Linked DNA regions of Mus musculus: region 1 is linked to region 2. A link is a contact called in public HiChIP or PLAC-seq data. All regions are on one chromosome and are shown on one strand. Each heading gives the region's core, a stretch centred on a gene start, on an enhancer-like site or on the middle of the called end of the contact. The rest is flanking DNA. Distances are from core to core; before and after follow the strand shown.

What was found. HiChIP or PLAC-seq counts read pairs in DNA pulled down with a chosen protein or histone mark.
Region 1: a FOXA1 HiChIP or PLAC-seq map of pancreatic cancer cells shows a contact between it and region 2. The contact joins two enhancer-like sites. A contact is called at or near these places in 2 of 484 Hi-C or Micro-C datasets (cranial neural crest and pancreatic cancer cells) and 1 of 115 datasets of contacts at active chromatin or transcription factors (pancreatic cancer cells).

The regions. Positions count from the first base shown.
Region 1 is chr15:54,360,739-54,365,033 of GRCm38.p6, reverse strand. No RefSeq gene overlaps it. Among named protein-coding and RNA genes, the nearest start is that of Colec10, 48 kb to the left of the region's middle. Within about 2 kb of position 1,938, at least 16 of the 459 cell types and tissues checked have an H3K27ac peak or open chromatin away from gene starts, as enhancers often do. A contact at or near this core is called in pancreatic cancer cells, where this site is marked.
Region 2 is chr15:54,174,184-54,178,495 of GRCm38.p6, reverse strand. No RefSeq gene overlaps it. Among named protein-coding and RNA genes, the nearest start is that of Tnfrsf11b, 100 kb to the left of the region's middle. Within about 2 kb of position 2,210, at least 13 of the 459 cell types and tissues checked have an H3K27ac peak or open chromatin away from gene starts, as enhancers often do. A contact at or near this core is called in pancreatic cancer cells, where this site is marked.

The DNA of each region.
Region 1 (4,295 bases), core at 689-3,188, 190 kb before region 2:
AAGGCAGGATCGAAGGAGGGAATAGTGTGAACAATGCTACAGCTGAGCTCTCACAATCCGAGTCAAGAAAGTCACTGCTTGCCTGAAGAAATCTCACAGGACCCCAAAGAGGAGAGGAGGCATGGCTTAAATCTTATGAGAGATACCCTCGGAAATGAATGAAGCCCACTAAATCAAATGAGCTGCCTTCTCTGGCATCAATAGAAGAAAATGTGTCTAGTCTTTCTGGAATATGATATTCCGAGGCTGGTTGATATCCATGGGAGGCATTTCCTTTTCTTAGGAAAATGAGAGGATAGGTAGGTAGAGGGGGTAGGGGTGGGTCAGAGGGAGGGACTAGGAGAAGAGAAAGGAGTGGAAGCTATAATCTGGATGTAAAGTCAATAAATCACTTAATCAAGAAAAATAATTCTATGTACAGTTTTTTCTCTCAAAAGTCAGTTTTTATCTGAAAGTTGTTGCATATTAATTAAATAAGATGGACTTCATTATGCCATTTTTATACAAACAAACATACATACATACATACATACATACATACATACAGTGGCATTTCATCATACCCACCACAATACCCTGCTTTATTTCCCTCTCCACCCTCTGCCGGTATCCTTACTTTTGAGATTCCTCATGTGCATAAAGACACATGCTACTTCTTTATGAGTTGAGCATATTTTGTTTAACGTCATGTGCTCTTTTGTCTCATGGTTCTGTTCCTTATTGCTGTATTCAGCAATAATAACTCTCCTATGTATAGACCATATTTCTCTTCATTGATGGGTACCTCTGCTGATTCTACTACTTGGCTACTGTTACTAGGGCTAAAATAATTCTCTCTTGTATGCTTTGATTCCTTTGGGTACAGAGACACTCATGGTAGAGATGGACGATGCGGTACTTTGATTTTAGTTTGTTGTATAACCTCCATGCTGACTTTCATAGGTTTACACTCATTTATGTTCCTCTCAACAATGTCATAACCAAGCCGTCAACGTATGTGCTTGTTGTCTTCTGTTTTCCTTATAGCTACTGGGACTGAAATGAGATAGATTTTTCAATATACCTTGATTTACATTTCCCTTATCGCTAAAGATGTTCAACATTTTTCATGTATTAATGGGTTCTTTGTATTTCTTTCTTTTGAAAAGTGTCTATTCAATTTATTTGTTGATGTGTCAATCTTCATACCTCTGCAAGAAGCCAGATAAATTAGTCATGACATTGCAAACTCAGCAAGCAGAAAGTAGAGGCAGGAGGATGCACATGCAAAGCCAGACTAGGCTACATAGAAAGACTCTGACTCAGCAGTGGGAGGGAAACCAGACATCTTCACCTTAAAATTCTAGCAGGGCTGTTTAGCTTTATTTATTGTCTGTTCAAATATTCAAATGAACAGTGCTCATTAGATACCAAATGTTATGTTCAATGAGATTACTGCTTTAGAGATTCATACTTTAGGATGGGAAGGGGACACAGAGTACATAAAAAACAAAAAACAACCCTAGGTTAGTGGGATAGTATGAATTAGAAACGTAAAGTACAATATTGTGTCAGAGCTACACAAAAAACAGCTCTCATCTGGGCTGAGATCTGGAGGATTTTTTTTCAGACAGGACTCTTAGGCTCATACCTGGTGGATGAGAATAGACAGTCAGAAAAGTACAGTGGCGTGGAAAGGAGAGACAGACATTCCAGGAAGAGAGGAGGGCTTGAATGGAACCACCCACTCCCATAGCATCCAAACACAAATTTGAGGGAGCATATTTAAAATGATCAGCTTCAAGAGTACATGGAAAACAGGTTTTCCTGTCATCCCTCCTCCACTTCAACTTCTCACAGGCTCCTTCACTACAGCTGGACTGACAGAAGGGGTACACTGGCTTTAGGTTTTCCGGTATTCTCTTCCCACTCACCCTGAAGTTGCAAGCCACAGGTTTCTTGGAACCATGAACATTGTTTGAACTAAAGCTAAAACAGGCGATGTGCTCTGAGTCACACTATGCAGGCATATTTATATCATCTGTTTATGACACTCACAGGTGGACACAATGACTCATTACACAACATTCTAAACATAGAAGCCTGGAAAACCCTGAGCTCTGGGAACTTGTTGGGTAGGAATACCAATACAGTTGAGGAAGACGACAGAGGCCTTCCCTTAAAGTATGCATTTACACATGAAGTCTTTATACATCAAACTGGTTTTTAAGAATGTGCTGCCAAACACATTTGCACTGGTGAGTGTGGGATGGAAGAAGATGAGGAAAAATCATTGATGCTGAAGCTGGTGATGAAAGGCCTCCATCAGCTATGGACTATGCAACTGCTCATGTACACACAGGGGCACACTTGGGAAAGAACCAGAATGCATGTCCTTACCATGGGACCAGAAACAAATCACTCCAATGTCCGAAGAAATGGTTTGAAGTCAATGACTTTGGTTTGGATTCAATGATTTCTTTCTCCACAGTACTGTTTGTGTCTGATTTGAATTTTTCAATTTTTACTTAACCACATATACAGGTATTTTCCTTAGATTAAAAAAAAAAGACTCTTACTTGTACATCACCCTACACTCAGATGTATAACTCAAGCCTCAAGATAGATCCATTATTTTGCTATTGGGAGTTATTCTCCTATCAAAAAATAAAAAATAACATTCCTACAAGCCAAAGCTGCTATCACCCTATTCTGTGCATTTTAGCCCAATGTGCAAACTTTTAACAGCCCTATAGAAAGTAGTAACTTTTAAAGAAGTTTCTCTAAGTGAATATTTCAAAGCTGTGCTGTCTGATGGGGACCCTTCCCACTGGGGTAGTGGAAACATCCAAAACAGTCAAGGAAGAGAGAACTCACTGTTGTACTCAATTAGTTAAGAAACCATCAAAGTAAATAAAGCAATAGCTTCAAGAACACACACAAAAGGAGTCACTGAAGTAGAACAGATTAAACGAAAAAGAAGAAGTCTGTTTTAGCTACCAAGTGACCCCTGGGTAAAGAATAATTTCTTCTTCAGGACACTCTTCGTCAAGGTCTTCCAGCAAGATGGCTATGTGGAAGCAATTTCTTTCTGTGTCTATAGGGAATTGAGAAAGTGTGCAGGAAATATAGGCTGAGTTTAATTCCAAGTAAAGTACAAGAGGTCAGTGATCAGGAACAACTTTTGAAATGTTTGTCACCTCCCGGAATACTAATGGTTTTGAAACATCACAATGGTCATGAAGTAAACTCTTTGCACTTTAGGAACAAGAAACAACTCAGAGAGAACCTCACCACCTCCATGACTTTGCTCTTCACTGGGATGGTTATCACATAATTAGCCTTCTTAGGAAGCCGTCCACAGTCATCTCATGAAGTTACTTTGAGCATACATTTAGTACCTAGCCCACCTCTGGACCAGAACTTGTGCTATTCTTCAGAGATACTCAAATTTACGATATCTATGTGTTCAAGAACCAGAATGTTAGGCATGGTAGCACACACTTTCAGTGCCAACCCTTGGGAGGCAGAAGCAGACAGATCTCTTCGGTATGCAAGGCATTGCCTGCTGACTGGCAGAGGCTCAGAATGTGTGTGGGTTTGAGTTCAAGAATTGCAAGTAAATACATAATAAAGTCTGTATATTGATTGGCTAATTGGTGAAAGAAAAGAAGGATAAAATGGGGAGGGGGGTAATACATATTACATGCCAGCAACTGTGGTAAGTTACATGCATGATCATATATTCTCAATCATTGTAATAATTCAGTGTCCATAGGAGATTCATCGCCCTTTGTTTACATGAGAACAAATTGAGGCTCAGAAGTTTTATCTAACTGCATCTGCAGCACATTCATATTAAAGAGCATAATCAGGACTTTATATCCAAGTGTGTCAGGTGATACTGGTTAACATCCAGTCTTGTCTTAATGCACCCTTGAGCTGCTCACCATGGTCCTGAGTAGCTTGGGGTTGCCAGGGTCTCAGAATGTTTCTCCCAGTGCCTAGGTTCCAGAAGTGTGACTCCCTGAGTACAGGCAAATCTCTGATCCACCATGGAGCCAAAATTAGACTCAATTTGAATACAAGAGGTAAAACAAAATTCTCTACTCTGCTAATGATTGTGTCAAGTAGGACTTCCTTTTCCATATAGCATTGTAATTACCTAATTACTCATTTTCATGGGAATCGTGAATGAAAAACACTGCTCCGGGCATCTGTGGGAGTTGGAACCTAAGGAGGGGAATTGTGTCCTGGGACTTTCCACCCTTACAAGCTGTCTCTGCTCAGACATTAGTTCCTCCTACCCCATTCCT
Region 2 (4,312 bases), core at 961-3,460:
GAGAGATCCCATCAGTTGTGCCCCTAGAACCTACATCTTCAAGTTTGTCTCTCACCCTAAAGTTTCTTCTACCTTCTAAATAACTGCTACCAGATAGGAGCAAGGCTTCATTACCTTGTGAGTGACAATCAGGGTCGAGAGCTAACATCAGGGCTTGATTATCACTGAAGAAAGGGGTCACAATAAAATAATTCAGGATTGATGGATCCAAGATGGGGATTTTAAAATCAGCTAAAAACTGAACAATTGTTTGGTTATCTTGATTAAATCACCAGTAATGATAATTTAGATGATACTGTTTGGGAATGAATGGACTTGTAGATAAATTTAAAGCAAGCACTGGAGTATTTGAAACCTCACTTCCCTAGACAAGAGTGGTCTGAAATATCCATCCTGTATGTGCCGTGTAGGCGGTTTCTGTTCTCAGCTTCCATGTTTAGGTCTGGAGATGGTAGCAGCTCCTCTTTTTAGCTCAGAGTACTTGACCATCTGTAGTTGGTTTTCTGAAACTCTGTCTAACTCACTTGTAGGCAAAACTTTTCATTAAACTCTTGGCAATTATTCCGTAAGAATATGCCATCTGTTTCTTATAGGGAACTAACTGCAAAGAGTTCTTATGAGCTCAGTAGATCATTGTTCTCTTCTAAGCATTTACTGTACATATTTACTGTTAAGGTCATCAGTTTTGCTGGTGTGATTCACCATCACTGTGCATACTGAAGCCCCTGAATCTGCAACAAGAGGTGAATCACAGAGTGATTTTGTACCTAAAATCTACTTGACATTAAGTGTCTCAGCTTTTATCTCCTGTGGGGACCCCAGCAAAGGATGGTGGGTGGGTGGGGTCTGTTGCTCTGGAACTGCTGTACCCATGAGGCCAAGCTTTAACCTTTGGCTCTTGGACACTCGTTCTTAAAATTGCAATTCTTTACTTTATCTTTGAGGCTTCATTGCCATAGAAAGAATCTGCCTAGGGGCTCAAAAGTGTTTTATTTTAGCCTGTCCCAACTGCCAAGAACTAGAGATCATAAGCCTTTGCCAAGTGCAAGGGCAGCTAGGAGTTGATTTCTTGCCTGTTGCTGTTGGCATATGCAGATTTCTAGTGTAACTCTCAACCTTGAGCCTTCTGGCCACCTCCTGCTGAGAACATGTATGTGCAAGTCTTGGTGTCTGAATGAATGTGCAAGCTCATGCATACGTGTGTGTGTGTGTGTGTGTGTGTGTGTGTGTGTGTGTGTGTTTGCTGAGCCCCAGGTTCAGTGCTTGCTCACATTAATTTCTAACTGCTAAACCAGTCTATGATATCAGTACCCCAGGAATTTGGTAGAGAAAAATGAAAGTCATGTCCCCTTTAATATACTCACAAAGGAAAGCTTAAGAATAACTAAAGCTTAAACAAAAGAAGGAAACCAACGACTTTAAGGCTGGGGTCTATAGCACAATGGTATGTATGAGTGATTGCCTCATATGCATAACCTCTAGGATATGAAGGAAGGAAGGAAGGAAGGAAGGAAGGAAGGAAGGAAGGAAGGAAGGAAGGAAGGAAGGAAGGAAGGAAAGAGAGACATAGCTAAATATTTAAAAGAAAGCTAACCAGAAAAATAAGTGAATTTCTAAATGCATTCTTGAATATTTCTCCAGACTTTCTCCTCTTACTAAGATGCCATCATCTTTAATATGCGGATTGCGAGAGCATCTACCAAGTACTGTATTGAATTATTTTGTATGATTTAGTGGGGCTGCTTGTTCTGTGTTAAACCTGTTTGAAATTAAATATAGGAAAAGACACGAGGCAGACATGCAGGAGCACAATTATAAGCCAACCACACTAGGTTCCATCCATCATTGGCTTTCAATGCCAGGGACTATTTCAGTTTAGTTATAAGACATATATTTATTTCAACTCAGTACAAAACACATGTAACACATATCCTCATACTTTTAGAGAGAAAAGTGATTCCAAAGCCTGTTTAACACACAACCGTAAAGGCTTTTCCTGAAGGACCTGTTGTGAATATCCAGCACAGAGGAAGTGTGCAATCTCGGGACTTTACATCAGGCTCCACCCCGAGACCACTGAGGAGCAGAAGGGAATGGCTTCAGTGACTCCCCAGCTTCTCCCAGAATACATGACAGATGCCGAGACTTCCTGCTGAGAACACACATTTACTTCTTATTTCATAAGTTACACACCCTCTCTTATCAGAAATTGTGACTAAAAGCCTTGGAATTCAACTTAGACAAACCAGGGTGTGCAGGGTGTGAGTGCCAGCTTCTAGCCTGACTGTGTTTCTGACTTTTGTAAGGTAATTTATTTCATTAAAACTTCATTATCTCACTGAAAAGAGGAATGATGCAAACATCTACTCAAAGTTACTAAAGGAAATATTGCATGGCAAACACAAAGTAGGATGTCTCACATATGCACTGTTCCTAGTACTGCCTTGTCCTTTGAAATTGCTGTTATCTCAGGGGCATGGGAATGCCAATCTTTCCATTTGACCCTATTATCTTTCTTCAGAGGAGATCAAAGTAATTGTCCCTTCAAATCCCTAGTGCTGGCATCTTCTCATATTCAACAGCCCACAAGGGATTTTCTTGTGGAAATCCCACCAGCACATTCACAATGTACGTGGTCGGTGGATCACACACTACCTCAAAGCTATTCTCCTTACTCATGACCATGGAGCTGGAAACTACCACCTTCACAAAGGCAGTTAGAATCATGACTCTAATTTAAAAAAAAATAAAGAAACTGGAAACAGAATCAATGGATAATACATTGCATTTTTACAATGTATCTATATAAAATTTTCATATGCAATCATCTCCTATTATAAATATAGATAAATCTGTTACCACGGTTTTTCACCCTGTAGTTAATGATTATAACTTCTAACATTTGAAAGCAGTGTATAGTTTTTAAAAAGACAGATCCTGTTTTAGAGCAAACAAATTAGCTTTTTGAGTTTTGACGTTTTAGATTTAACATCCTTATTCGATTTCTTGGCAGTAACTCAGTTATGAAAATAAACAAAATGCTTTAAATTTGTTTAGTACCCTAAGGTTTACCAGCATGAACCATGTAAGATGAGCTCTTCAAGGAGAAAGTGAGGGAATGTAACGTTAGGTCTCTTGCACGGAGATAAAGAACTCAAGTTTATTTTTCCTCATTTAATAACTTTTCCATGATTATGTATCAGATAATTTGAAATCTTAGAACTAAAGGAGGTAATGACTCAGAGGAATTATCTAATATATATATATGATGCCAAAGTAGGTAGTTTAAGTTTTATTTTAGAGGTAGTAATGTTGTATACTTCTAGGGTGCGATTTGGTTTCTTCTTATACAAACACAATGTAGGAAGATTCAATTAAGCTAGCTACCACATTTCACCCATTTATTTACTGTTTTGTAGTGAGAATATTAAAACCCATTTCCCTTCTTCAAGGAGTCTATGTTCCACTGAGAGTTGATGTTCTAGTGCATTCTATTAGATCTGGGAGCTAGAGATTGAACAAGAGCTCCATCAAATTCTACCGTTAGGAAAAACACCGATAAAGAGGCAGGAGGTGAGGACCCTCTAGAATATACTAGAGATCAGGGAGGTGAGAAACTCTCAGGACTCAAATGGAGGGGCCGTGAATGAAGTGCTCTACAGTGGGGAGGGGGAACTTGTAGAGTTCATCTCTAGGGAAGGGTCAGGACATCAAGTGGAGGGATGGAGTTGCCATCCCATAGTCAAAAGCTCTGACCCAGAATTGTTCCTGTCTGAAGGAATTTCAGGGGCAAAAACAGAGAAGCATATGAGATAAAGGAGGTTCAGGGACAGGCCCAAATTAGGATCCAGTTCAAGAAAAGGCCCGGGGCCTTCACACTGTTACTGATGTTGTAGTGTGCTTGTAGACAGGAATCTAGCATGGTTGCCCTCTGAAAGGCCCAACAAGCTGGTGAAAGAGTCAGATGCAGATAATAGCACCCAAGCAATGGACAGAAGCTAGGGGGTCCTTGTGGTTGAATTGGGGGAAATCTGGTAGTAGCTGAGGAGGAGGACAGCCCCATCGGAAGACTAGCTGTCTCAACTGACCTGGATCCCTGAGATCTCTCAGACACTGAGCCACTAACCAGTCAGAATACACCAGCTGATAAGAAGCCCTGGTCACATATACAGCAGAGGACTGCTTGGTATGGCCTCAACGGGAGTGGGGAGGTCTTGTGTGGTGGGGTTGGGGGGGGCATCCTGTTGGTGTCGTGGTTGGCAAAGGCAGTACAGGATGGGAAGCAGTGGGGTGGGGAAGCAGACTGGGAGGG